Regions from separate parts of the Mus musculus genome. Here regions 1, 3, 4, 5 and 6 are each linked to region 2. A link is a contact called in public Hi-C and HiChIP or PLAC-seq data. All regions are on one chromosome and are shown on one strand. The core of a region is the stretch at or near the end of the contact, and the rest is flanking DNA. Distances in the headings are between cores, read along the strand shown.

The links. Hi-C and Micro-C count contacts between places; a contact is called where the count stands out from the background. HiChIP or PLAC-seq counts read pairs in DNA pulled down with a chosen protein or histone mark.
Region 1: an H3K4me3 HiChIP or PLAC-seq map of embryonic stem cells shows a contact between it and region 2, with 9 read pairs. The contact joins the enhancer-like site here to the promoter of Tasor in region 2. A contact is called at or near these places in 2 of 39 promoter capture datasets (the 3T3-L1 cell line and the C10 cell line), 3 of 115 datasets of contacts at active chromatin or transcription factors (embryonic stem cells and stem cell-derived epiblast-like cells) and 2 of 9 other capture datasets (adipose tissue and embryonic stem cells).
Region 3: a contact with region 2 is called in an H3K27ac HiChIP or PLAC-seq map of trophoblast stem cells, with 9 read pairs. The contact joins the enhancer-like site here to the promoter of Tasor in region 2. A contact is called at or near these places in 5 of 39 promoter capture datasets (the C10 cell line, the HPC-7 cell line, cranial neural crest and 2 more), 1 of 484 Hi-C or Micro-C datasets (bone marrow-derived macrophages), 10 of 115 datasets of contacts at active chromatin or transcription factors (acute myeloid leukemia, astrocytes, bone marrow-derived macrophages and 5 more) and 3 of 9 other capture datasets (adipose tissue, liver and macrophages).
Region 4: a contact with region 2 is called in an RNA polymerase II HiChIP or PLAC-seq map of embryonic stem cells, with 9 read pairs. The contact joins the promoter of Hesx1 here to the promoter of Tasor in region 2. A contact is called at or near these places in 7 of 39 promoter capture datasets (the 3T3-L1 cell line, the C10 cell line, hippocampal neurons and 3 more), 3 of 484 Hi-C or Micro-C datasets (LSK cells, forebrain and nephron progenitors) and 4 of 115 datasets of contacts at active chromatin or transcription factors (embryonic limb bud, embryonic stem cells and memory CD8 T cells).
Region 5: a FOXA1 HiChIP or PLAC-seq map of pancreatic cancer cells shows a contact between it and region 2. The contact joins the enhancer-like site here to the promoter of Tasor in region 2. A contact is called at or near these places in 6 of 39 promoter capture datasets (the 3T3-L1 cell line, embryonic stem cells, hippocampal neurons and 2 more), 3 of 484 Hi-C or Micro-C datasets (embryonic fibroblasts, group 2 innate lymphoid cells and nephron progenitors), 8 of 115 datasets of contacts at active chromatin or transcription factors (bone marrow-derived macrophages, differentiating embryonic stem cells, embryonic stem cells and 4 more) and 2 of 9 other capture datasets (adipose tissue and macrophages).
Region 6: a contact with region 2 is called in a Hi-C map of the N1E-115 cell line, with 2.9 times the contacts expected there. The contact joins the enhancer-like site here to the promoter of Tasor in region 2. A contact is called at or near these places in 3 of 39 promoter capture datasets (hippocampal neurons, pre-B cells and stem cell-derived epiblast-like cells), 8 of 484 Hi-C or Micro-C datasets (B cells, the Ba/F3 cell line, the CH12 cell line and 4 more) and 1 of 9 other capture datasets (pancreatic islet).

The regions. Positions count from the first base shown.
Region 1 is chr14:27,064,920-27,067,832 of GRCm38.p6, forward strand. The region is part of intron 1 of Il17rd (interleukin 17 receptor D); the gene reads left to right. Among named protein-coding and RNA genes, the nearest start is that of Il17rd, 27 kb to the left of the region's middle. Within about 2 kb of position 1,607, at least 72 of the 459 cell types and tissues checked have an H3K27ac peak or open chromatin away from gene starts, as enhancers often do. A contact at or near this core is called in embryonic stem cells and stem cell-derived epiblast-like cells, where this site is marked.
Region 2 is chr14:27,427,367-27,430,185 of GRCm38.p6, forward strand. It overlaps Tasor (transcription activation suppressor), which reads left to right and starts at 1,468. Exons shown (of 24, transcript NM_001114879.2): 1 at 1,468-2,018. The coding sequence starts at 1,703. Gm52095 (a long non-coding RNA gene) reads right to left here and starts at 1,261. Exons shown (of 4, transcript XR_003951011.1): 1 at 1,176-1,261.
Region 3 is chr14:27,150,161-27,153,104 of GRCm38.p6, forward strand. It overlaps a transcript of Arhgef3 not described here. Among named protein-coding and RNA genes, the nearest start is that of Il17rd, 110 kb to the left of the region's middle. Within about 2 kb of position 1,426, at least 37 of the 459 cell types and tissues checked have an H3K27ac peak or open chromatin away from gene starts, as enhancers often do. A contact at or near this core is called in trophoblast stem cells, where this site is marked.
Region 4 is chr14:26,998,674-27,001,661 of GRCm38.p6, forward strand. Hesx1 (homeobox gene expressed in ES cells) reads left to right here and starts at 1,689. Exons shown (of 4, transcript NM_010420.2): 1 at 1,689-2,203; 2 at 2,699-2,898. The coding sequence starts at 2,047.
Region 5 is chr14:27,130,284-27,133,274 of GRCm38.p6, forward strand. It overlaps a transcript of Arhgef3 not described here. Among named protein-coding and RNA genes, the nearest start is that of Il17rd, 93 kb to the left of the region's middle. Within about 2 kb of position 1,403, at least 48 of the 459 cell types and tissues checked have an H3K27ac peak or open chromatin away from gene starts, as enhancers often do. A contact at or near this core is called in embryonic fibroblasts, embryonic stem cells, pancreatic cancer cells and 1 more, where this site is marked.
Region 6 is chr14:27,729,631-27,732,849 of GRCm38.p6, forward strand. All of the region lies in intron 2 of Erc2 (ELKS/RAB6-interacting/CAST family member 2), which reads left to right. Among named protein-coding and RNA genes, the nearest start is that of Erc2, 110 kb to the left of the region's middle. Within about 2 kb of position 1,506, at least 8 of the 459 cell types and tissues checked have an H3K27ac peak or open chromatin away from gene starts, as enhancers often do. A contact at or near this core is called in the N1E-115 cell line, where this site is marked.

The DNA.
Region 1 (2,913 bases), core at 357-2,856, 360 kb before region 2:
CAACAACAACAACCCCCCCCCCCCAAAAAAAAAAAACTATATCTAAAACCTAGCCTAGTTTATATGTCAACCACAAAAACCATGCTCTGTAAAAGGCAGTTTAGCAGGGCTGAGAAAATCAGCTGTTTTCTTCATCTCTGGATATTTTCTTCCATATCTAGGATTGAAAAATTTTGATGGGGAGGGGGGTTTGTTTTTTCGAGTCAGGGTTTCCTGGCTGTCCTGGAATTCACTTTGTAGACCAGGCTGGCCTTGAACTTAGAGATCTGCCTGCCTCTGCCTCCAGAGTGCTGGGATTAAAGGCGCGCGCCACCACCGCCCCGCTAGGATTGAAAATTTTTTTTAAAAGGAATAAGCTACAATTGTAGTTTCTTTTGCCACTGAGCTGACTTAGACATGACTTGGCACTTGTGATTGAAAATCCATAGAGCCCCCCTCCCCAGGAGCTTATCCCAGGAAACAACATAAATAGTTGTTGCCTTTGATGATGTTACTTTGTACGCTTAGCAGTTCCTGGCACCTTGGACAAAAAGTCTTCAATTACTGGGTTGAAACAAACGCTGCTTATAAAAGTCTTAACAGCTGCCTAATCAAGAGTCCTCCTTAAAACTGACTTTATACCTCTAATGACCTGAACTACGTTTCATTTTGTTGTTGTTAACTAAGTGAAGTCACAGTTGCATTTATTACACATGGTTGGTGTTAAGCTGTTAGGAGAGACTGGAGCCGGGCAGAGGCAGGTGGATCTCTGAGGTCGAGGACATTCTGGTCTACAGAGTGAGTTCCTGGATTACACAGAGAAACCTTGTCTCAAAAAAAAAAAAAAAAAAAAAAAAAAAAGGAAGGAGGAGGCCTGGAATCTCCAGCCATCATATGCGAGTCTGGGTGCACTCCAGCTTTTATGAAATTTTCAGACATCCATCTCCTTCATGCAAAAAGCTGAAATTCTGTTAGAGGATTTTAGTGATGGAAAGATAGCGGGATTCCAGGGTTTAGCGAGTCATGCTCTCTTACCTGCTGAGCCATCTCTCCAGCCCAGCAAGTCATGCTCTTTTGAGATCAAGGCAGTAGTTTTCTTAAAGCCCGGAGCTATTACACAAACGTTCTGTAAGGCCTTGCATCTCGAGACGTTGCATTTCAGTCTCCAGCACATGTGAATGGCTGGTCCTTGTGCTGCTATTTAACCCGGTTCTGGGTTGGCTGAGCATGGCCGGTCACCTTTGCTCGGCCCTTGTAACCTGTGAGAACCAGGCAAACCCTTGTTTCCAGCAGGAAGGCTTTAAAGGAACTAGGATCTGAAGGCCCCTTGGAGGCTGCTGGCTTACTGTCAGCTTTGAGACTTCTCTCAAGTGATACTGATTCCCACAGCTGGAGAGAAACTGTCATGAATTGCCCAGAATGGCTGGAGCAGAAGCTGGGGGGTGGGGAGGGGGTGTCTGGGAGGAGAGCCTTGTTCACATGCTTGTTAACATTTGAGGGCCTTTGACAAAGAAGTCTAATGCCCTGCCCAGGTCAGCCGCCATTTGCCCCACCCCCCCAGGCCCCGTTGTACACAGGAAGTCAGACGCTAATGATGTTAGTGAGGGGACAAAGGCGCCCAGCCGGGGAAGGGCCTAATTGGTGTGTCCGGCTCCCAGGCGGCCAGCCTCCAGCTGGAGGGGGCTGGGCAGCATCCTCTTAAGTGTTAACACCTGGAGCCTGAGATGCTGATTTCCTGGTTTTTTGAGGGGCTGGGAGGGGGCATGTGGGCTGACTCCTTCATTCACTGACACGGATTCTTGGGGGCACATTTTAGGGAAGTGGTATCTAAGAGATTAGATGCAAATGGTTCCATCTGGAGGCCAGGTCTTTTGTGTCACCCATGAGAATGAGGGCTGGTGGAGAACCAGGACTGAGCCTGCCCATCCAGACTGGCTTTTGCTTTACTTCTGAACTCTTCTGCAGCAGATGGACTGGGAGAGGCCAGGTCTTGCAGAGGCAGACTGATATGGAAAAGGATCCCTCACGCTAGGTGGGGAATTATAGTCAGAACTGGTCGGTCGGGAGATGCTTCATATTCGTAGAGACGAAGTTTTGAGCCAGCGGAGAGCCCAAGAAGGTGGGCTTCTGGCCAGTTGAAGAGTAAAGGGAGCATGGGTAGGATGAGCACTGAAGGGAGCACTGACAGGATGAGGAGTGAAGGGAGCACTGACAGGATGACTAGTGAGGGGAGCGCTACCAGCCATCCAGTTGGGACTTCACCCTATGTAAGTGCAGGTGGGATTTAGGAAACATATCTAGAGGGGACAGTTGGAAGTTTGCATTCCAGGAGTGGGCACACCCAGGCAATGCCTGGTGGTTTCAGGATTATTTGTGGGTAAAGGAGTGCTTAGAACCCACTGAAATTGTTAAGGGTTCCATGGGAGATTGGAATGTTACAGGTATTCTAGAACCCCTTCCCCTTAGCTACACCAGAGTCTTCAATAACTGGAAGTGTCACTCTGCAAGGATCTGATGAGGGCATCTAGTCTTTGGCTGGTTCTGCTGGGCTCAGAGGCAGGCAATCTGAGTTCAGGCTCTTTGGGTTTTATTTATTTATTTTTGGTTTTTCCAGACAGGGTTTCTCTGTGTAGCCCTGGCTGTCCTGGAACTCACTCTGTAGACCAGGCTGGCCTCTTAACTCAGAAATCCACCTGCCCCTGCCTCCCAAGTGCTGGGATTAAAGGTATGTGCCACTACTGCCCAGCTTGGATTTTTGTAGGTTGGGAAGAAGAGCTTGAAGCCTGTCTCTTTTCCTAACTAAATGAGGTGGGGTTGGAGAAAGCCATAGAAAAGGAGGGTAGTGTTAGCTTGTCTCCCACATATTTTAAGGTTTTTCAGTACAGGACCATCCTGTGGACAAACTTAATCATTTTAGCCTACGATGTTTCAGTT
Region 2 (2,819 bases), core at 218-2,717:
GACCTTGAATTTCTCTCTTGCTTCTACCTTCCCAGGGGTGTGCCACCATGCTCAGTTCATTTGGTGCTGGTAGATTAAAACCTGGACTTTGTATATGTTAGGCAATCTCCGTGAACTCAGCTAAATCCCAAGCACCTACCCTGTTTACTAATAACTGATTTACATACACTTTTCCTTGATTTGGTTCACAGAGGTGCAGGTTTTACACTACACACGATGCCAAACAATGGATGCTTATCCCAGATCCTCTGCTGCTCTTGGAGAGCTCTTCAAGTACCAATCACTTGACAGAGGCTGTGGCTCTTTTGCAGTTTATTATCTTGGCCTAACAATTCCTTCAGTAATATTGAGGTGTTGGGGGACAAAGACCTGGGCGTCCTGCTGCTGTTGCTTAGAGATCTTGAGTAAAAAGTATCCCGTGTTTCTTCATCAAATGCATTATTGGGCCGGAGCTGCTTGAAAACTAGGCCTTAGGCTGTATAAATACTTTGGATGAAATTAGACCTGGCTTTTGTCATCTCAATTTGCCTAAATTTCAACATTTAAATTGTGCAAAAGCATCTACTTGGTATCTGTTGTGAGAATGTGTCTATACAGATGGTAACTCAGAACCCCTTACCTAGAAAGAAACTATTGAAAGGCCCTCCCTTCATTTCACTATCAAATTGTTTTCTTCTAGGTGGTCGAACATTCTTCTAGGTGTGCGAGCATTCGTGCCTCCCATCATTAGGTTGTAAATTGTGCGGAAGAATCCCAAATATTGAATGTTTGCTTATGTAGTGCTTTGGTCTGGAGTACGACCAGTGCTCGTGATCTACTGGGAAAGCAGAAAGTCTGGATGGAATAGGATGTTATCACCCTGCTTATCACTGGAGGCCATTTTCTTATCTCTCTTCACTGCCTTTCTTATTGTTTGTTTATAGTCTTTATGCATATAGGTGGCTTGCCTGCATTTATGATAGAGCACCACACGTATACCTAGTGCCCTCCGAGGCCAGAAAAGGACTTGGATTCTTTGAAGTGACTAACTGCTGGTTGAGTTGTCCTATGTCGGCTGGAGCTCGAATTCTGGTCCTTTGGAAGATCAGCTCAGAGCAGACCGATCACACGACCAGGATCAGCCAATTATGTGCCGGGTTTGGTCCACAGACCTCCGGAGGAAAGAAGGTGCTTACTTGCAAGAGTACTGTCCGAAAGACGTCCTCTGGGCTTGCCTCCGTCAAACGCAGTGCGGAGAGGGCAGGGCCCAGGAATCCGCAGAATGCTGCCAAGCCCAAGCCCTCACTCTGAAGCGATGGCGTCGACGCTTTCCCCGGGCGTGGCACTCTCCTCTTTTGGCGGGCTCGGCATCGCGAGGCTCCGCCCTCCTGGAACGGTCTCTCTGCAGTCGCGGAGGCGGGCTCTGCATTTCTATTGGTAGAGCGGGTCCGCCGAGGCCCCGCCCCCTCCCGGGCCCGACGCGAGCACGTTGGGTAGCCAGGGCCGGTTGAAAAGCCGCCCGAATCCGGAGCAGCTCCCGGGGCGAGAGGCACGCTTAGGGCCGCGGTGGCGGTTAAGAGGCGTCTCTGTGGCTGGAGTGCGGTCCCCGGGGGCGGAGGGGCCGGGTGGGCCGAGACCTCGGCGGCCTGGCCCGCCGCCCTTCCTCCCCTACGCCCGTCGACCTTGTGGGCGGAAGCTCCCTGGAGCGCCTCACGCCCGCGCGATGGCGACTGCCGCGGAGACGGAGGCCCCTTCGACGGACGCGAGCTGGAAAAGCCGCGGCGGCGGCGGCGGAGACGACGGGATGAAGCCAGCGCTTCCGGAGCTTGAGTCCTCCCTACAAAATGGCGGCGGCGACGGCGGCGGCGGCGCGGGGCCTGAGGAGACCGCGGCAGCTGAAGCCGCCCGGAGCTACGGCCACGAGCAGCCTCAGCAAACCTCCGAAGCGGCCGCGGCCGCTCTGCCCAAAGGCGCCGAAGAGCCGGAAAGGCCTTTTAGGCGGAGTTTTCAGATCCCCAGGAAGAGCAGAGAAAAGAAAGGTGGTGCCTCCCCTTCCTCCCACCCCCTCTCTCGCTTCCCTCCCCCTCCATCTTTTTCATTAAGACCTCTCTGTCTCCTCTCCCCACACCCATCCGAGACACGTAAACACGCACGCAAGCGCCAGCAGCCTCTCCGCTCACGGCCACGGCCGCCCAGCCGCCCTTGGTGCGAGAGGATAGGGTGGAACCACGCTCCGCCGCTCCCCCTCTCCCCGTGGAAGTTGGAAGTAGCTCAGGTTTGAAGCGTTTCCATAAGGCTGCGGCTCCCCGAGCGGAAAGATGGTGCTCGGTGCCCCTCTTTTCCCCCAAGCCCCGAAGGCAGAGAAGCTGATGGTGGCCTCCTAAAGATGCTTCTGAGAAGTCTGCTTGTGGAAGTAGCCTGTGGCCATGGATTCTGAGGCTTTCTCCAAGGCCACTGCGTTCTAAGGACAAGTGTTTCTCACTGTGGAAATTCTTCAGCTCTGTGTGTCTACTTGAAATGTGCTCGATGTCAGCGTCTTCTATTTAGAAAACTCTCCATTAGTATATGCGCTCCATGCAGTTTTCCATCACACTTCATTTCCATGTAGTTTTTTTTTTTTTTTTTTTGGAAAAGCATTAGCTTACGTAGGTTCTTCTGTATAACTTCCAAGCCTAGAATGACTTTTCTTAAACGATTATAGGAACAGTTGGGTTGCTTACTTTTTGAGATCTTAGTGCCATATTGTAAAACGTACACTTTTTTTTTTCTTAGAGTAGGTTTTGACTGTCCGATAATTTGGAATTTTCTGGATTTGACTTAAACACTTACCTTCTTACTGC
Region 3 (2,944 bases), core at 176-2,675, 280 kb before region 2:
AGATTGCAGGCAGCTGGGGAGAGGAATGAGGGCGTGGTCACACTAAATTCCTCTTCCAGAGCAGTAGCTGTGATGGCCGACTACTGATGACCCTGGGATTGACCCAGAACTTTCCATCTGAAGAGTCAGAACAGCACAGACCTCATCTTTGTCTTGCTCTCACTAACCAAGGCGAGTGGTGAGGAAAAGCCCAGGCTGGGTATAGTCTGTGAGAATTGCTATCACCTGAGAGCGGGTCTCAGCCTCCTGGAGCTCTGTGTGTATCCTCTGTAATGCTGGTGATCCTGGCTCCCCTGGGGCTATGGGCAGATGCCTGTGAGAACCAAGGTTACTGCCTTAGGCAATGGTAGTGGCTATGCTTATCACCAACAGAGGCGTGAAGTGAGGTGTGAGATAAGTTCCTTTTACAGGAATTGGTAATTCTGGGCTCATTGTCCATTAGTTCATTCATTCCTTCATGATCAAGCTATACACTATATATATGTAACATATAGTATATAATACAATGGCAAGGATTGCAGACTCCTAAGGTCGTGCTCATTATTTGTAATTTAGTATTTGTGATCTGGGTGACCATTTCTAGGTCTTCCTTATGAACTTTTTTTTTTTTAAATTTTGGGGGGCAGGGTGGGGGACGGGAGTGTTCATCTCAGGGATGCTAAGTACACCCTCTGCCATTGCCAGGCATCCCCTCTTCCCACCCCCAGTTTCCTGATTCCTAGGGTGAGTCAGTAGCAGTGCCTTCCTACTCGGTCTTGTGTAAGAATACCATGTTGGAACCTGGTCCGTGACACCCCTCAGTGCTGAGGTAGAAATTCTTGCACTGTCCTCAGGTACAAGCTGATGGCTTCCAAATGGCTCCGTGGGGGTGTACTTATAATATGAACACTTGGGAATTGAAGGCCCAAGGTTTAGAAGTTCATGGTTCTGCAAGCTACATAGTAAGTTGGAAGCCAGCTTAGTTTACAGGGAGGTGGGGACCCTTTCTCAAAACAAAAACCTGAAAGGCAACAGAACACTTTGTAATCCTGGGTCAAGCTAGCCACTGCTCCCAGGTGCCCTCTCACAGTTTAGTGGGGGGTGGGGGGTTTGTTGGACTCTCATTGAGGATGAGTGAGAGGGTCCTGTGCTTTGTGCAGAAGGGGTTGCTATTGAGCCATCTTGGCTTCCAGACTTGGGGTGGGATGAGACAATCCTAGCCACAGAGTGACCCAGATGTGAGCGGTTGATATTTCCCTCCTGCTTTGCAACCGCATTGCCAAGGCACCCCCGGAACTTTGTACTCAGGCCCCGCTTCTTTCCCTCTCCTTTTGCAGGATCGACGGCTGTCAGTAGGTCATTAAGCTCTCCTTACTCCTGCCCCACCCCCCAGAATGCACAGGCGGCAGCTGATGAAGTTAGCTCTGATGGAAGCCAGATCAGTGGCCCTAGACAGGGATCCAGATGCTAAAAATATCTCGTGGCCTGCTCTTTACAAGTTAAATGAAAGACCAGCATGGGAGGCAGGGGCTGGGGAATCTCTCTAACACTGGGTCTGGCTGGCTGGGGCAGGCATCCTAGGAATCTAGTCCTTCTCACCTGGATCAGAGCCAGTCAGATGATGTTTAACCTGGGAGACGGTCAGAGCCACGTGGACCAGATGGGGGGACGATAAGTCAGAGAACTGCAGGCCTTTGAGGATCAGTGGTCAAGGTGGTTGTAGCAGCAGTGCTGGGTGTACATGTGGCAGCAGACTAGCCCATCGTGGGTGACCAGCATTACCCTTGATCCCTGTCTAGGAGGCACTGGGTTGGAAGTGAACACATTATTCCTAAAAACTGACCTTCTAGAGTGGAAGGTGACTGCTCTTTTTAGTGTAACACCCAATGAAGTAGCTGGTTTCTGTCTAGAGGCATGCCTGTGAAGAGAATCTTTCTTGTGATGTTAACCACAGTCTTCTTGGTGAGGAATGCGGGAGCCTAGGAGTATGGCTGATGTTCCCCTGGGGCAGATGCTCCCAGAGGGAAGAGGAGGAAGGATCTTCCTAGGCACCCGGGATATTCTCCCTGTTCCTCCTCGTCTCTTCCTCTGTCTCTCACTAGCCTCTGTTACTCCTGAGTACTTCAACTCGGATCTTCGATGTAGGCATCATGAGCTTTGAGGGGTCCAGTACCATTATAAGGAGTCGTTTTTGTGACAACTTTAGATATCATCCATGCTCCTTGTTCTGTGCCAGGTGACCTACGTAATAGTCTAGGAAGATATCACAAGGATGCCAGGGAAAGTAATGCCTGAGAACTCAGATATATTATTATTCCTTTTGGAAACTAGGATGTTTTAATTTTTTTCAGATTGTGGAATATCTGCATATCTGTAATGAGATATCTTGGAGAGGGGGCACAGCTCTAAACACAGAGTTTATCTTTCATATATACCTTATGCACATAGCCCAAAGTTACCTTTATGCAATATTTTAAACATTAATTTCACGACTAATGCAATGTTTCCTGGTCTAGAATGTTTTACTTGGGGTCTTGTTAGTGTTCTGAAAGTTTTAGATCTTGGAGCACTTTAGAGTTTGGATTTTTTTGATTTAGAGATTTTTAATTTGAGATTGTAGAAGAAAGGATGGATTTGAAGGGGTCCAGGGTAGTATTTGGTCTGGTTTAATGTGGCCCTCTTGGTGTGTGTAAATGATGCTCATTTGACTTATTTAAGTCCTGATTTATTTGGTGTAGAGGAACAGGTTTCTGTGACATTTCCCTTCATATGTGTCATTGTACTTTATTCTAACCCATCCCCCTGGTCCCTTTGTTTTTCAGGGAAGAAGATCTGGGCCTGGCACGCTGAGTTTGCAGAGCGTTTCACAGTAATGAATCAGTGCATTTACAGGGGAATGGAAGAGCACAAGGAAAGGTAACAGCTAAGGAAAAAGTGTCCACCGATTCGATTCGATACAGTGTCG
Region 4 (2,988 bases), core at 439-2,938, 430 kb before region 2:
CTAAATGCTGTTTAGACGGCTGTTCTCACTTGTGGTGGCTAGTGCACTAGTGAGGCCTTGAGTTTGTAGACATCCTGGGTTTCATACTAAGTTCAAGATCGGCCTCGGCTACATAGCAGGACCCTATCTATAAAGGAGTTGTGGGTCTCACTAGAGAGATGACTCAGCATAGAAAAACACTTACTGGTTTGCAGAGGATCAGGGTTAGCTTCCTACATGGCAGCCTACAACTACCTCTAAACCCAATTCTAGGGGATCCAATGCCCTCTTATGACCTCCATGGGCATCACACACACACATAATGCACATACATACATTCAGGCACACACACATACATATGAATAAATAAATCTATTTCTTAAATTGTTTAACAAAAAGGTAAAAAGATTGTACGTGTAAAAATTCCCACAAATGTCAGTGGTTTTAACTGGTTGGTTGTTTTTCCTGCTTAGAAAATATCAGGCCAAGGCTGGGCATGGTGGGCATGGTGGGTCACACCTTTAATCTCAGTACTAGGGAGGCAGAGGCATGTCAGGTCAGCCTGGTCTACAAAGGGAGTTCCTGGACAGCCAGGGCTGTTAAACAGAGAAACCTTGTCTCAAAAACAAACAAACAAACAAACAAACAAACAAAAACATGCAAACAAGCAAAAACAAGAATATGAGAGTGCAAGTGGGGGGGTGGGCGGGGGAAGAGAGAGAGAGAGAGAGAGAGAGAGAGAGAGAGAGAGAGTTCAGACCAGTTGGCATTTGACAAAGCTTTGCTGGATTCAGCTGACTTAACTACTTAACTATCTGTAAAATGGTTAGAGTCTGATTGACATGTCCATTCTAGGGCTTAGGCTGAAGGCTGAAGGCTGAAGGCTGAAGGCTGAAGGGTAGGAGCTACCACAGGGGTGATGTCACGGCGTTATCAGAAAGCAATGGGAGGCAGAGACAGGTGGATTTCTGAGTTCGAGGCCAGCCTGGTCTACAGAGTGAGTTCCAGGATAGCCAGGGCTACACAGAGAAACCCTGTCTCGAAAAACAAGACAAAACAAAAAAAGAAAGCAATGCAAACCAATCATACTAGTGCATTTTGAGCTTTTGCTCACATTCTTTCCTCTGACCAAAGCAAGTCACACAGACAAGCCCTAATTCAGCAAGCAGAGAGAGACAGATCTGTCAGTTCAAGGCCAGCCTGGTCTATAGAGTTAGTTCCATAACTGCATAATGAGACTTTGTCTCAAACTACGCTCTTTGAAATAACTGTTATAGAAATAAATTATTCTTTGTAGCATTTGAACCTCATGTAAACGTGTATCTCTCTCATTTAAAAGAAAGAATGAAAGAAAGGAATTAGCCCATTAATTACTTCAAATACGTGGTGCAACTGTTCCTATGAATTAAGCCAAGGCACTTGGAAGGCGATTGCACTCTGTGTTAATAACACTGGCAGGCTTTTCCAGTGTGCTGCACTCCAAAGAGTACTGCGTTTTCATTGACAACGTTCACCATTACATATGCATATGGAAAACAGGTATTTTCATCAGAATTACTGTAATAGCATTAAGAGATTATTATTTTTCCCAGTTTCCTTGGAAGAACATTCACTAAATCTGATTATTTATTACTTGACTGCTCTTCTATCCACCCTGTACATTTAGGTATCTAGAATCCTTAAAAATACAAACTTCAGAAGAAAACCACGATTTTATACATTAATGATCTCAAATAAAAGAGGAGTGCTATGTTCGTGCACCACTTCTTCTGAGAAAGTTAAGTCTGCGTTCTGCTTAGGAGAGATAACACTTTTTGTCCCTGTAGGTGGCCCCCTGGTGTAGCCATTAGTTGCTAATTACTTGCAAACAAATAAACAATTAACTCCTTAAGCCGCTGGCTGGGCAAGTGTTCATTGACTTGCTAAAACTTTCTAAAACAGGATTTTAATTAGTGACTTTGGAAACCCAGCCCCCTAGTCAGCAAAGCTACAAGGTGAACTGCTGGAAGATCCCAGCTCTGCACACGTGGGGCAGGAGCCCTCCGGCGCTGTACGACCCAGAAGAGAATGTCTCCCAGCCTTCGGGAAGGTGCTCAGCTCCGGGAAAGCAAGCCCGCGCCCTGCTCCTTCTCAATTGAGAGCATTTTAGGACTGGACCAGAAAAAAGATTGTACAACGTCAGTAAGACCCCACAGACCCTGGACAGACACCTGCGGTGACTCAGGTATGCTGCAACTCAACTTCTAAATTCATCTGCGTTTTTAGTTTGTCCTTTATTTCATGCAGTATAGGATTAGAAACCACGTTCTCATTCTGTTCTGTATCTATAAAAGGTCTCCAACAGGGTCGGAAGGGAATAGAGTGCCTGCCCTAGGTGGTTCACTCCCAGTGAGAAATAGTATTTGTTTCAGAAGACCCTCTGTGTACATGTGTCACGTCAGGCATTCTAAATCTCTCCTCACTGAAAAATGAATGGTAGAGTTCAAAATGTATGTTCTCTATCACCAAGGCTTCTCTCTCTCTCTCTCTCTCTCTCTCCCTCTCTCTCCCTTCCCCCATCCTCTTTTTTTTTGGGGGGGGGGGAATGGGGGAGACAATTCTTTTGTGAAACCTTGAAGAATTCCCTAGGAAAATTCAAAGCAAGTTACTGAAATGACTTTTTTCCAGAACTTTGTGGAACATAGGCAATATAAGATGGACCTTCTTCTTCTGATTTTAGAGAAAGGTGGCAACCCACCCCTACATGCCCCAGATCTTCCCAGTGAGACTTCATTTCCTTGTCCAGTGGATCATCCAAGGCCAGAAGAAAGGGCTCCGAAATATGAAAATTATTTTTCAGCCTCCGAAACACGCTCTTTGAAAAGAGAATTGAGTTGGTACCGAGGACGAAGGCCAAGAACCGCTTTCACCCAGAACCAGGTGAGAAGATTTTTCAGCCAATAGTGACAACACAAAGGTTGTGACAGAAGCCAGACACTCTGGGGTCCCAGTGTAGAAGTGGCATTAGTG
Region 5 (2,991 bases), core at 153-2,652, 300 kb before region 2:
AAAGAGGTGTGTGCACATTCACGTTCACATCCAAACCATCACAACAGCCAAGATATAGCAACAGTCCAAGAATGGGTTCTTGGATAAATGAACAAAGCTTGGTATAGACCTACAATGAAATATTGATGTCTTAAATTAATCAAGAGATTCAGACACGTCCTACAAATGTCTACGTCCCGAGGACATGGCGCTAAGTGCAACAAGTCAGGCAGAAGGGACAATCTGTGATGCTACTTATAAGATACCAAGAATTAGACCAGCTCAGAAACAGAACAGTGGAGGTCCTAGGAACTGTGGGAGCTGAGGGGAGAAAGAACAAGGAGTTCTTGCCTAGTAGGCACAGAGCTTCTATCTGGGATAAATAGATATCTGGAAATGACGGAGATCATGGCTGCAAAGCACTGTGACTTTGCTTGATGTTGCAAATTGTGTGCTTGACTGACTCTAGTACATGGTGGTTTGAATCAGAATGGCTGCCATAGGCTCATAGGTTTGACACCTGGTCCCCAGTTTGTGGAACTCTTTGGGAAGTAGTGTGGCCTTGTTAGAGGAGGTGTGCCCCTGGGGTTGGGCTTTGAGGTTTCCAAAGACTCCCTGTGTGGTCTCTCTGTCTCATGATTGTGTTTCAGGATGTGAGCTTTCAGTTGTTCCTGCTGCCACTCCTACACCCTGCCATCATGGAGGCTAACTCCCTGCAACTTAAGCCCATGTAAGCACTTTATTTCATAAGTTGCTTTGGTCGTGGAGTTTTATTACAGTAATAGATAAGTAACTAAGATAAGTTTTACCACCATAAAAATCAAGACTAAGAAGAGTCAGTGTGAATACTACAGAGATGTTCCTGGAGTTGTTTTGTTTTTTTCCCTTTATAGATGACAGGTCAATACTTTTGGAGCATGTAGTGAAAAAGCATGCGCGGAAAAGAATTGGTGGCAATGATGATGCTATTAGTGGTAGAGATGGTAGTGCTGGTAATGGTGGGGATGGTGGGGATGCAGGTGATGGTGGAGATGCTGGTGATGGTGGTAGTGGTGATGATGGTGGTGGTGTGGGTGGTGTTAGTGGTGGTGGGGATGGTGGAAATACAGGTGATGATGGTGAAGATGCTGGTGATGGTGGAGATGCTGGTGATAGTGCTGATGGTGGTAGTGGTGATGGTGGTGATGGGTGACAGTGAACATAAGGGTGATATAAACTCACAGGACTCCAAGGCTCCCCTGTGGAGCATTGGGAATCTACTGCCACAATGGGATCTTGAGGTGCAGGTCAGCATCCCCTCAGGGGCCAGTGCTGGGGAAAGAGGATGATGTTCCCATGTTTTCTTAGTGATGCTGGGCAGGGCAGCTGGACTGGGTCAGATGGGTGCAGCCCAGGACTGGAGTCCATGTGAGTCACAGCTTACCTCCTGTGGAACAAAGGGATCCAGCAGGGAGGGGCAGCTTGTGACTCAGAGGCCACTGCTGTTCCTCCAGGCACCCCTCCCCCACCCCGGGATTTCCTCTGTGGAGTGGGGAAATTCACACCACTTTCTGGGCACCAGGCTGTACCCCCAGAATGGAGCATGTATCTAGAGTCAGGTTTGACTATAGAAAGAGCTGCACTCCAATCACTAGAGCAGTGGTTCTCAACCTGTGGGTCGTGACCCGTTTTAGGGGTCACCTAAGACCATCAGAAAACAGATATTTACATTACGATTCATAAGAGTAGCAAGATTACGGTTAGGAAGTAGAAATGAAAACAGTTTTATGGTTGGGGGTCACCATGGCACGAGGAAGTGTGTCACAAGGGTTGCAGCACTGGGAAGGTTGAGAACCACTGCTCTAGCCTCTTTGCAATCCAGCCTGAGGCTCTTCCAGTATGTGGCAAACCTTTCTGACAGCGTATGGAAACCTCAGCAGTCTCTCCTCCCAGAAAATAAAATGGTTTTCTGGGGATGGAGCAGCCTACCTCAGGCCATACAGGTGACAGAACCACACCTCACCGTCACCAGCTCAGGAGCCTGGACTTGCCACCGTGCAAACACGTGGAAGGAGAGGCTCCAAAATGTGATGTAGTTCTAGGCTCAGGCTTGTGGAGAAGATGTGAACAGTTTCCCTCACTCTGTGAAGAGAGTTAGAAAACGCAGGTAATGATACTTCACAATGAGAAAGACACGCTCGGCCTTGGCAGTGGATCAGCAACCAGGGTACAGTGTCCCAGGGTAGTTCTCGGGATTGTGGGTACCAGATAGTGCTCATTGTGTTCTGCCTGGGCTGTCACAGATAGGGAGGTTCGTGTAAGATGGTAATGCATTGTGGAAGTACCACAGTCCTTTGAGCAAGTGGCCATAGTTGTGAAGATATAGGTATCAAATAGGTGCAGTGTAGTTTACCGTTGAGGACACAAACCAGAAACCACACTTCTAAGGCATTCTTGTTTTCTGTGTGTAAAAGACCAGATTGGTTTATGAGAAGAAGCTGCCTCTTCCAGGATTTTTTCCTTTTCCTTTTCCTTTTCCTTTTCCTTTTCCTTTTCCTTTTCCTTTTCCTTTTCCTTTTCCTTTTCCTTTTTCTTTTTCTTCTTTCTCTCTTCTCTTCTCTTCTCTTCTCTTCTCTTCTCTTCTCTTCTCTTCTCTTCTCTTCTCTTCTCTTCTCTTCTCTTCTCTTCTCTTTTCTTTTTTTTTGAGACAGGGTTTTGAACTCAGAAATCTACCTGCCTCTGCCTCCCAAGTGCTGGGATTAAAGGTGTGCACCACCACTGCCCAGCTAGGAATTTTTATTTGAAAGAGATTGTGGGAAATATGTAACTACCCTTGCCAGTCCTTCCTTTCTTGATGAATGTGGCCTTGACACCAAGCCTGAAGAGTCTTAGTCTCATAAATGAGGGGCAGAGGAGACTGTTTTAATCAATATCTTAATCCCCTGCAATTTTATCCAAGTGGCTTACCTGGTGGCAAGACCTAACTGACCCATTTATATGGTCCTTCCTCAATTTCCCTTTTCCTTTAAAATT
Region 6 (3,219 bases), core at 256-2,755, 300 kb after region 2:
ACATCTGGTGATTCTAGAGCCAGCGTCTCTTCTGTAAGAGCATTAATCTTGTCATGGCAGCTCCACTGCTAACCACCCACCCCTGACTCTCCAAGGACAGTACCTCCATATGCCATCACACTTGGAGTTAGGGCTTTAGCATCTGAATGGTGGGGGAATTACAAAATTCAATTCTAACATGGGGACAGCAATGGCTACGGGTTCTTGTTTGAAAGAAAAGGTCTCCATGAAATTACATGGAGAGCCTGGACCATGAGCTTTGATTTCATGCTAGTCATTGCTTTTATAGAGCAAAGACGGATTCAAAGTGCAGAGTGTTGGATATCTTGGCAAAATGTAATTCACTTTATTTTTCTGCTTCTTTCTCTCATTCCAGGGCAGGCTTGGAGTTAAATTGTTCAGGAATATAGCTCTTCCCTTCCTTTGGGCTTGGACCTTATAAACTTTTGTAGCCTTACCCATCTTGTAGAGCTGCTGGGAAGGTTACTAAGACAAAAGAGAAAAGCATTGCAGGGGACCTGCCTGCCTTCACCCACCATAATCATCATCTATTTCTCTAAAATCATGAGAGTCTTTGTAAGTTTGAAACTTTGGGCTGTTTCCGTTGGTTCTTTATTTAGTTGAGTGTGCAACCTGTTTCTGCCCTTCCTGTGTTACGCCATCCCTGTATTTTTTGGCTTTTTAAGACTTAGTACTGCACAACATGCTGGCAAAGGAACTCAACCATGGCATACGTGGCTGTGTCCCACAGCGGGCAGCTCTGTCACTGGGACTGTTGGACAGCCAACACATTTGTTCTGATGCTAATAAAATGTGCCTGGGAGATGCAGTTAACCTTTAAAAGGCACAGTTTTTTAGTTCATATCTGGTAATTATAGGGCCAATATATCTGGATCTAGCAGACTGGCTAATTGCATAAGGGGGATAGGGTAGGGCAAGTGGGCGTGTCTACTCACTCAAAGGATGCTTCCCCTGTCCCTGAACCTTAGGTGTTGGTGAGATGAGCAGAGGGTAATTTGCTCCCACACCAGGCCCTAATTTCACTGTCACCCGATCGGTGTGTACACCAGGCCTACTCTATTTATGTCACTGGGGCCCCAGAACAAACTGTTCTGTGGATATTGCTTCAAAAACTAATGCAGTACTTCCACTTCCTTCAGAAATAAACTTTGAAAGCTCTGCCTCAGAGAGCTATTTTCTTCAGTTAAGTTTTTAAGAGTTGAGGCCCAGAGTTCTGGAGACCTTACTATCTCCTATCAGTCAGCTCTTTCCTCCTTTCTTGGTAGCTTTAAAAGTCCTAGGAGCCTAGGCTCAGGAAGCTAAGGCAGGAGGATATAGAGTTTAAGGCCAGCTTGGCCTACAGTGAAAGCCTGTCTCTGAGACACAAGTAATAGGTGAGGAAAAGCACCCCCCCCCCCGCCCCACTTCTTTTGTTGTGAACGTTTAACAGCTGTCTATTAATCTTGGCTGAAACAATGGACTGCACTGAGTGCACTTTGGGCTGTCAGGGCATACCCACAGAATACAGTCTAGCTAACCCTCCTGCCTTCATCCTCAGTTTCATCTGAGGTGGAAATAGCTGCAGCCCTGCAAGCCAAACACCAGAGGCCTGGAGACCAAGGTCCCCGGGCCTGGCAGGGCCATCTGGTTCCTTGATGAGCATTTATTTCCAAGAGGAGCTAACTCTGGCCTGAGCGGAGGTGCAGGAGCTCTTCTGAGGCTGACCCTCCCCCATCCACTGAACCTAGCTATGATCACCCCTGCAGCACGTACACTGGGTTAACTTTTTAATGATGGCTTCTGTGAGGAACAAACAGAACAAGATACAGTTCAGGAAAACGAAGGAACCAGAGAAGCTAAGAGAAGGAATTTGGTAGTGCTCCCTCCACGACCCTGTGTGTGTGTGTGTGTGTGTGTGTGTGTGTGTGTGTGTGAGCGCGTGCACTCGTGCACACAGAGGGACAGTTCTGAGTCCCACCCAGAAACAGCTATGGTATTTGAGAGCAGACTTTGGGATTAAGTCAGGTTGAGAATTCTGTATTCCCCCTTTCTAGCATCCTTGTTTTTATATAAAGATCTCATTTATAAACTTAATGTTCTTGCCCCACCTCTGAGCCTGCCAGCATTGTTTCTCCCTCACCACACTGCACACACTTTTCTCTTCATTAAATGACCAAGGTCCCTCCTTGGTTTTCCCAGGAACGAACAGAATGTGGGTAGCACCAGTGTTTTATTTTCATGGATCCAGCTACATCTGTGAGCAACACTTGGCAGACTGCTTGCCCGTCCAGGGCTGTCTTCATACCCATATTCGTTGTAGGCTTATTGATAACAGCTAGGGTATAAAACCAACCTTAATGTCACTGAGCAGAGGGTAAGATGATGTACCATATTATTTGGCATTTTAAAAGAATGTAGTGCTGTCTTTTGGGACAACATGAAGGCATATATAGGTGTTGTACTAAATAAAATAATTCAGGAATAGGAAGACAAGTATTGGTTGGTATCACTTAAACATAGAATAAAAATAAAATAAAACACAATAAATTGAACTCATCTGTCATAGAATGACAGATAAGAAGCTGAAGAAAGGAGAAAAGGGGAAAGACAATGGCAAAGTACCTGTAAGAAGGCACAGTGTTTCAGTAAGACAAGAAGTGTGTGTGTGTGTGTGTGTGTGTGTGTGTGTGTGTGTGTGTGTGTGGTGTGGTGGACATGTGTGTACAAATGCATGAGATGGGCAAAGGTCAACTTTAGGTGTTCTATTGCTCAGATGTTGTCTGCTTTGGGTGTTTCGTTTTTTGTATTTCTTGTTTTTGTTTTTGTTTTGTTGTTGTTGTTTGTTGAGTTTTAGATAGGGTTAGCCACTGGGGCTGGCCAACTATGCCAAGCAGCCAGCCACAGCTATCTGTCTGTCTCTGTGTCATGCCTAGAATTTTACGTTTGTTCTGGGGCTCAAACTCAGGTATTCGTGCTTGCGTGGCATGGCTTTTACAGTATGAGCCATTTCCTCAGCCTCCAAAGATTAAGCTTTGAGGTTTATTCCACAGCAAGGAGACCTAAGAGTAAATTTTAGTGTGTTACCACAAAGGAATCAAGTGATAGATGTGCTCACGGGCTTATGTAGTCAGCAAGAAGAGCAGTAATGCAGAACATTGCACTCACTATGTAATGATTTACAGTTAGCATTGACAGCAAGAGCCAGAGGAATGGGGACTT